Linked DNA regions of Gossypium hirsutum: region 1 is linked to region 2. The links are chromatin contacts, called in public Hi-C maps. All regions are on one chromosome and are shown on one strand. Each heading gives the region's core, a stretch centred on a gene start, on an enhancer-like site or on the middle of the called end of the contact. The rest is flanking DNA. Distances are from core to core; before and after follow the strand shown.

What was found. Hi-C and Micro-C count contacts between places; a contact is called where the count stands out from the background.
Region 1: a contact with region 2 is called in a Hi-C map of leaf, with 4 times the contacts expected there. The contact joins the enhancer-like site here to the promoter of LOC107913226 in region 2. A contact is called at or near these places in 19 of 34 Hi-C or Micro-C datasets (anther, callus, cotyledon and 5 more).

Annotation. Positions count from the first base shown.
Region 1 is chrD11:26,176,548-26,179,935 of Gossypium_hirsutum_v2.1, forward strand. No RefSeq gene overlaps it. Among protein-coding and RNA genes, the nearest start is that of LOC107913223, 21 kb to the right of the region's middle. Within about 2 kb of position 1,529, at least 3 of the 9 cell types and tissues checked have an H3K27ac peak or open chromatin away from gene starts, as enhancers often do. A contact at or near this core is called in leaf, where this site is marked.
Region 2 is chrD11:25,981,681-25,984,840 of Gossypium_hirsutum_v2.1, forward strand. It overlaps LOC107913226 (floral homeotic protein APETALA 2), which reads right to left and starts at 1,608. Exons shown (of 10, transcript XM_041103938.1): 1 at 578-1,608; 2 at 435-460; 3 at 281-311; 4 at 95-182. The coding sequence starts at 1,107.

The DNA.
Region 1 (3,388 bases), core at 279-2,778, 190 kb after region 2:
ACAAAAGCAATTGACCGGCATCCAATGATGTCAGGTTCACACCCGGCCCTGCGCCCTACCTAAGACGCTGTTTCTCTATACAACTTTAGGAGACGCAAAGATTGAACTCCCAAGAGATTGATTGAAGTCATGAAATAATGTGTGTTTTTTTTTTAATATAAATGTCAAAAAAGGTGGTTCTATTAACATGTGAAACGTTGTGAATTATTCTTTTAAGAAAAACATTGTGGACAATTCAACTTAGAACTAAATTTATCTATTTTATTTGAACTCATACGACTTAAGTTATATGCTAAACGATTGCCCATTCCAACTATATATTTGAAAAATGAAATGACCAAAGTGGGAGCATCATGCAACAAATGACTCATAAAGTTAAGTCCATAATAAAGAATCAAGTTTAGAAATAATTAAGAAAGAATCATTCTTTAAAACAAACATAAGGATATCTTTCATTATGTGCAAATCGGATTTCCTAAAGATTATCATGGGCCCTGCCCAATAGGAGTCATGTGCATCGCCCATATCCCTTGCCGTGCCACTACAAGCAATGCCGTAAGCATCCCACACCACAGTCCCCAATCCAACTTCCCTTGTTGATGCATCAAAGGCGGCATCCATTTTAACCTTCATTGTGGCATCAAGAGGGGCTGCCAATATTTGATCCTTGGCTCTTTCGGCAACATAGGCCTATGCAGTCGAAAGTCATGGTGCAATCCGTGCGCATAGTCCAAGGCTAAGGAGAGGTCCTCCACCCCTCAACAATCTCATTATTCTGCACTATTCGAAGGTATCACGTTAAGACTAGCAAGCTTGTAAAAGCTTCTTTGTCAAGCAACCTCCTCATAGACTTGAGGCAATCAATACTACTAGTCACATCAACATGCAACAAAGCATCATTAATACCAATTAAGGGTAGGTTTGAATGTCAATTGAGTGTAGTGTGGTGTATTTAGTTTACTTTTTGTCTCATGCTATAATATCTGTCACCGCTATTTTTATACTAACCGCATGTAAACGCACTGTTCATTCAAACCCACCTTAAAATAGGGGTTTTATGAAAAACCTGACAATCTCGAATGGCATGAAAAGTTGTCTCTGAATAGACGCAAATTTAGGTGGCTGGCAATCCCCTTAAATCTTATGAAATTTCTTTTAAGCCTCTTTAGGTTTAAAAAATTTTATTTTGATTTTATAGTTAGTGTTGAAAAAAGAGGACAAAGTTGTGTTTGGCCCCAAAGTATATCAAAGATTTTTTTAAAAAAAATTTAAATTTTTTTTATAAAATATATAAGTTTTGTGATAAAAATATATGGGCTCCCCACTCCTGATCAACAATTCTGACTTTGTCCCTTTTATCTGAAGGTGCTCCACATCTTTGACACTTAAAATCAATCTGGGTTGTTGTAAGAAGTATCACTCGACCTAAGCATGATAACCGGAATAGACAGAAATTGTTGAACATCACAGTTTGGCAAATGCCTTCATAAGAAAGATGAATCGATTTTGGTGGTTTTTATTATGTGGGATTGTTCTGTGGTGGGCCGAGGCCTTGTTTATTTGTTTTTTGGTTGCCTTGGACCGTTGTCGCTGGGTCCTTATGAATGAAGAGTAAAATTTAAATGTCTTGGCAAAGAAGATTTCAAATTTTTCTTTCGTCTTGAATTATTATTAGTTTTTTTTGTAATGTTATAATTGAAGGAGGGATATAATAAGCAGACATTAAATCTTGAAAAATCAGCACTAAACTTTAACCATTTGTTTCACTATATTTGATTTAATCTTTTTCAACATTACTTTGCGCCTCTGAGCTTCACCTCTAAAATTTAGCTTCCGGTTAAGCACCCCAGTTTGCAGAATTAGAGGGTTTCCTTTTAGATTGTGTTTTGGATGAAAAATTTTGATAATTTTAAAATGTTCATTAACTCTTTGCATTTTGTTTGGATAATAATTTATTTAAAAATTTTAATTTATTGGAATATTACGAATTAAAAATAATAATTAATATGGATATCATTATATTAGTAAAAATTATAAATAATTTTAATAAAATAAGTTTTAAAAATGATATATTATAATTAAATAAAAATTATTTTTGAAGTTTAAGTTTTTTTTATCTTATGGTGCAACCATTTGTATTAAAAAAATTAAAATTACGATGACTTTTGAAAAACCACTTCTTTTAAGTGGGATTTAAGAAAGAAATTTGAGCTGTTAAAATCTCTATTGAAACTATTCACAAATTTTAAAATTCTTCAATACATTTTCTTAAATAAATAAAGGATTTTGAAAAATTTAATCCAAATAAAATTCCTCGTATAAATCTCGCATTTGATGGAATTAATATTTATATTATTAAAAAATATAAGATGGTCCTGATGAAGAAGAGTAGCTGTAGAAGGGTACAACTTGGGCTCAATTTCTCCCTTATGCTAAGCTATTAAGTTAAAGGTTGGCGTAGGCACACACCCAAAATTAGATTGAGCCCAATTCCTCTTAATTAAAAATTATTGTTCATACTTAACTAGGGAATAGGACTGCCAACAAATTAAGTCCGAGTACTTATCAAATTAAGGGTCTGTTTGATTGACGGAATTGATTTTCCGGAAAATCATTTCCAACTTTTCCAGTGTTTGATTGGCAGAAAACATTTTCCATTTGGAAAATGAACTCCAAAACAACAGAAAATGGGTAACAATTTAGGGAAAATGTCTTACCCTTTCAATTTCCGTAAGACATTTTCCGTGCTCTCCTCTCTATCGCCTCCTTCATTCCTTCCTTCATTTCCGGTAGAAAACTTCTTCTGTTTATCGATTTTCCAGTAACTTTTTTTTTAATTATTCAATACTTGTTTTTTAACACAATTACAAATAATTTATTTGATATTATTTTTTTCAATTTATAACGATTAATATTGTAGCTTAATAATTGAGTATTATTATAAATAAATCATTGCAATATATGTAAAAATAATTTAAAATATAAAAATTTATTAATATATATTAATATATGTAAAAACAAACTTTTCAGAAAATATTTTGAGGGAATCTGTCAAACAGTAGAAAATATTTTACACAGATTCAATCAAACACAAGAAAATATTTTCCAGTAAATCATTTTACAGAAAAGTAAAATATTTTCCAGAAATCATTTTACGGAAAATATTTTACTGGCAATCAAACAGACCCTAAGTGTAAATATTTTTACCCTTTCTCTAACTGCAAACATAAAAAATAAAATAAAAAAATATTGTTTCATCAAAACAAAACTGATGGTTAAGCTGTCAATCAGGAAAATTGAAAAAGGCTGGTGGTGATGCCATAATTGCTATGTTGCTCTTGGATTAATTGAAACAGACATTAGGGTCTTCACACTCAGTTTGGGAGCT
Region 2 (3,160 bases), core at 358-2,857:
AGAAACTTTACAAGATAAAGATAGAAGTAGAACCACTCAAAGATAAGATAAACTATGCAATGTTTTCATCTCTCTCTCTCTCTCTGAGTCTCACCTGCTTCAAGTCATCTTCATAATCTTCAATACTAAAATTTATGTCGGCTTCAACTCCCCGGAACTTGATTGCTGCCCTATCGTATGCACTGCCACAAACAATGAAGGAAAACTTTCTTAAAACTTCTATTTGTTTTTCTTTTTTGCTTTGAAAAACAGAAAAAAAGGTTAAAACTTGAGGACTTACCGAGCAGCTGCATGTGCTGTGTCGAATCCACCTATATATAATCAAAGCCGATGAGAAGAAAAAGACCCATCTTATCTAACTCACAAAACATTAAATTGCAAAAACAAAATCTGTCTCAAAATGTATTTTTTAAAAAAAGAAAAAATAGCCATACCTAAGTAAACTTGCTTTCCACAATCCCTGTACGTTAAATGACAAACCCAAAGAAAAAAAAGGCTTAAATTCTGATTGGCTCGAGGGAAAAAAAAACAAGAAAATTCAAAGCTTTGTTAGAAAAAAAAACAGAAATTAACAAACCAGATATGAGACTCCCATCTGCCAGTTCTTCTATAAAAGGTAACTCCTCTATATTGAGAGCTTCTTGACCTGGGTCCTCTCCTGCTTTTCTTCATGGGCTGAGAAACTTCAACAGATTTAGCATGGGGGAGAGGCTCCGATTGACAGAATTTGACACCAACCCAGTGAGCACGAGGGAACCCTGGTCCACTTCCGACACAGTTGGCCCCCATTTCCGGGTCTTGATCAAGCGGGAAAAACTGACGGGTCACTGGAGCCGGATCACTGTTCTCCGTGAAAACTCCTTCACCAGGCACCGGGAACCCAAAAATCATCTTGTTGCTTCGCTTCTTTAAAGCTGCTTTAACCCTCTCTCCCTCTTCTTCTTCCGATCCATCCTCCACCACCACAGCTGAAGAGCTCGAATTCGAAACGGATCCGACCCGTTTACCCTTATCTTCATCTCCATCTACAGAAGTTTTCTGTGATGAACACCCCTCGGATTCATCGTCTCTAGGTTGCTGATAAGGAGAGTCATTAAGATCCCACATTTTCCCGCCTCTCTTTTCACAACTTCCCCTACTTATAATCTTGATGAAACTTGATATGTATCCTTCAAAAGAGAACAACTTAAAAATTCACGATCACCATCTTCTCTTAGAAGTAATAAAAAAGAAGAAAAAAACCAGAGAATTCAGAGAGAGAGAGAGCTAAAAACTGTCTCTTTTATCTCTTTTTCTCTTTATATATAAAGGTGGAACAAATAAATGAGTAATAAAAGAAAAAGAAAACCTAGGAGAGTTGTGAGTTAGCTAAAAGGTAGTATAGGTAGGAAGGCAAGGGAGAGGAGAGGTTAGCTTAAGTTAGAATATCTGCTATAAACCTGACTGCCCAATACAGCATAGACGAGGCCAGTTTGAGCTAAGCATCCACAATCTCCTTTATTAGTAGTTTTCTTTTATTTTTTTTCTTCTCTCTCTTAGCTTTTGTTTTTCTTTTTTTGTACTTTAACTTTCTCTGATAAATGAATGAATGAAAGAAATTTGTTTTTGTTTCTAAATAAGTTCAATTTTTCTTTTCAGGCTCTGTTTTTAAAAACCAATATTGAAAAAATCAATGAAATTTGGTGATTAGAGTAGAAGAAGTTGTGAAATTTTTAAATTCTTTGGTTTAAACCTACAAAAGGTAAATTTCGTTGGTTTTATTTAAATTTTGAAATTAGCATAAAACAAAAGCAAAGTCTAAATATGTTGTTATATTCAGAACAGAGGAATAGCAACCGGATTAGTCAAATAGTTCCATATGCTTTGACAAATCTAGTTTTTACTTTTTACCGTAAAAAATATATATAAGAATGGTTAAAAAGAAAAAGGGGAAGTTAAAATTAAAAAAAAAAAAAGGTGAAGTAGAAGAAAAGGAAGGAGCGTTTGGAAACATAAAAGGAAATGAGAATAATGTTAGGAAAAGGAAAAACTTTCCAGAAAAGTCCCATCCAAGAGTACGGGAAGAGGCCCATCTTTCCCTCTTTCCTTCCATTATCTCACCAATGGATTGCCCCTCCTATTTTCTTTTTACCCTTTTCTCCTTCTTCACTCGCTTACCTTTCGCGCGTCTCTTCTACTTCCCCTTCCCCTTCCCCTTCCCCTCCGCTTCTCTTTTCTTTTTCTGTTTTTACCAACGCTTGTCCTTTACTTACAAATGGAAGTGAAAAATGCTTTCGCTAGGGTTAATGACTAATGGAAGGGAGTGAAATTTTGATGCAAACATGATCGCATCCTTTGCTTGAGATTTATTAGTATGTCGGTATTTCACCAATATTTTTATTTGATTCAACATCGGTAAATATCATTTTCAATCATTGTTTAGAGACAACTTCTTACCTTCTATTTTAATAAAATTGTCACATTTTGATTTTTGATAGTTAAAATTAATACTTTTAATGATTTATTATTAATTTTCTATAAAAATGCATTTCAAAATTTTTCAACCAATGGATTGAAATAATTTAATAAGAGTGATTCAAACCATTATAATAAGATAAAGGCCTAGCAATATCATATCTTTTGGTATAAAGCATCAGGAAGATTAAGTACTTTTGCTAATGCTATTATAACTTTGTCATTGTTACTTTAGAAAAAATATTTCAAAACTGAAGATGTTTATGTATATTGGTAATACCTTATTCAGAGATGAATCCATGAAATAAGTCTTAAGCAAAATATTAATTCAAGCTCAACCAATTCTAAAATTATTGTACCTTTAATCTCGTACATTTAAAGTGAATTTTCTCACTAAACATGTTATTCCTACTTAGAACAAACTAAGCTACAAAATAATAACTCAATATACATATGATTTTGTACTCAAAGAAAGGTTCCTAAAAAAACATATTTGTCCTCACTCAATGCACCAAATAAAGAAGGATGAATGACCTTTTAATAAGTCATTAGTGTTGGAGTGTGCCCAAAGATCAATCATGTGATGATTGTAATAACATACTTTTACATAATTTATTAATAAAGGTATTTCCATTATTGTTTTCAGTACTTATTTATGTGGTTAAATAAACTGTATAATGATAATATCCAAAAAATGATGTGATCA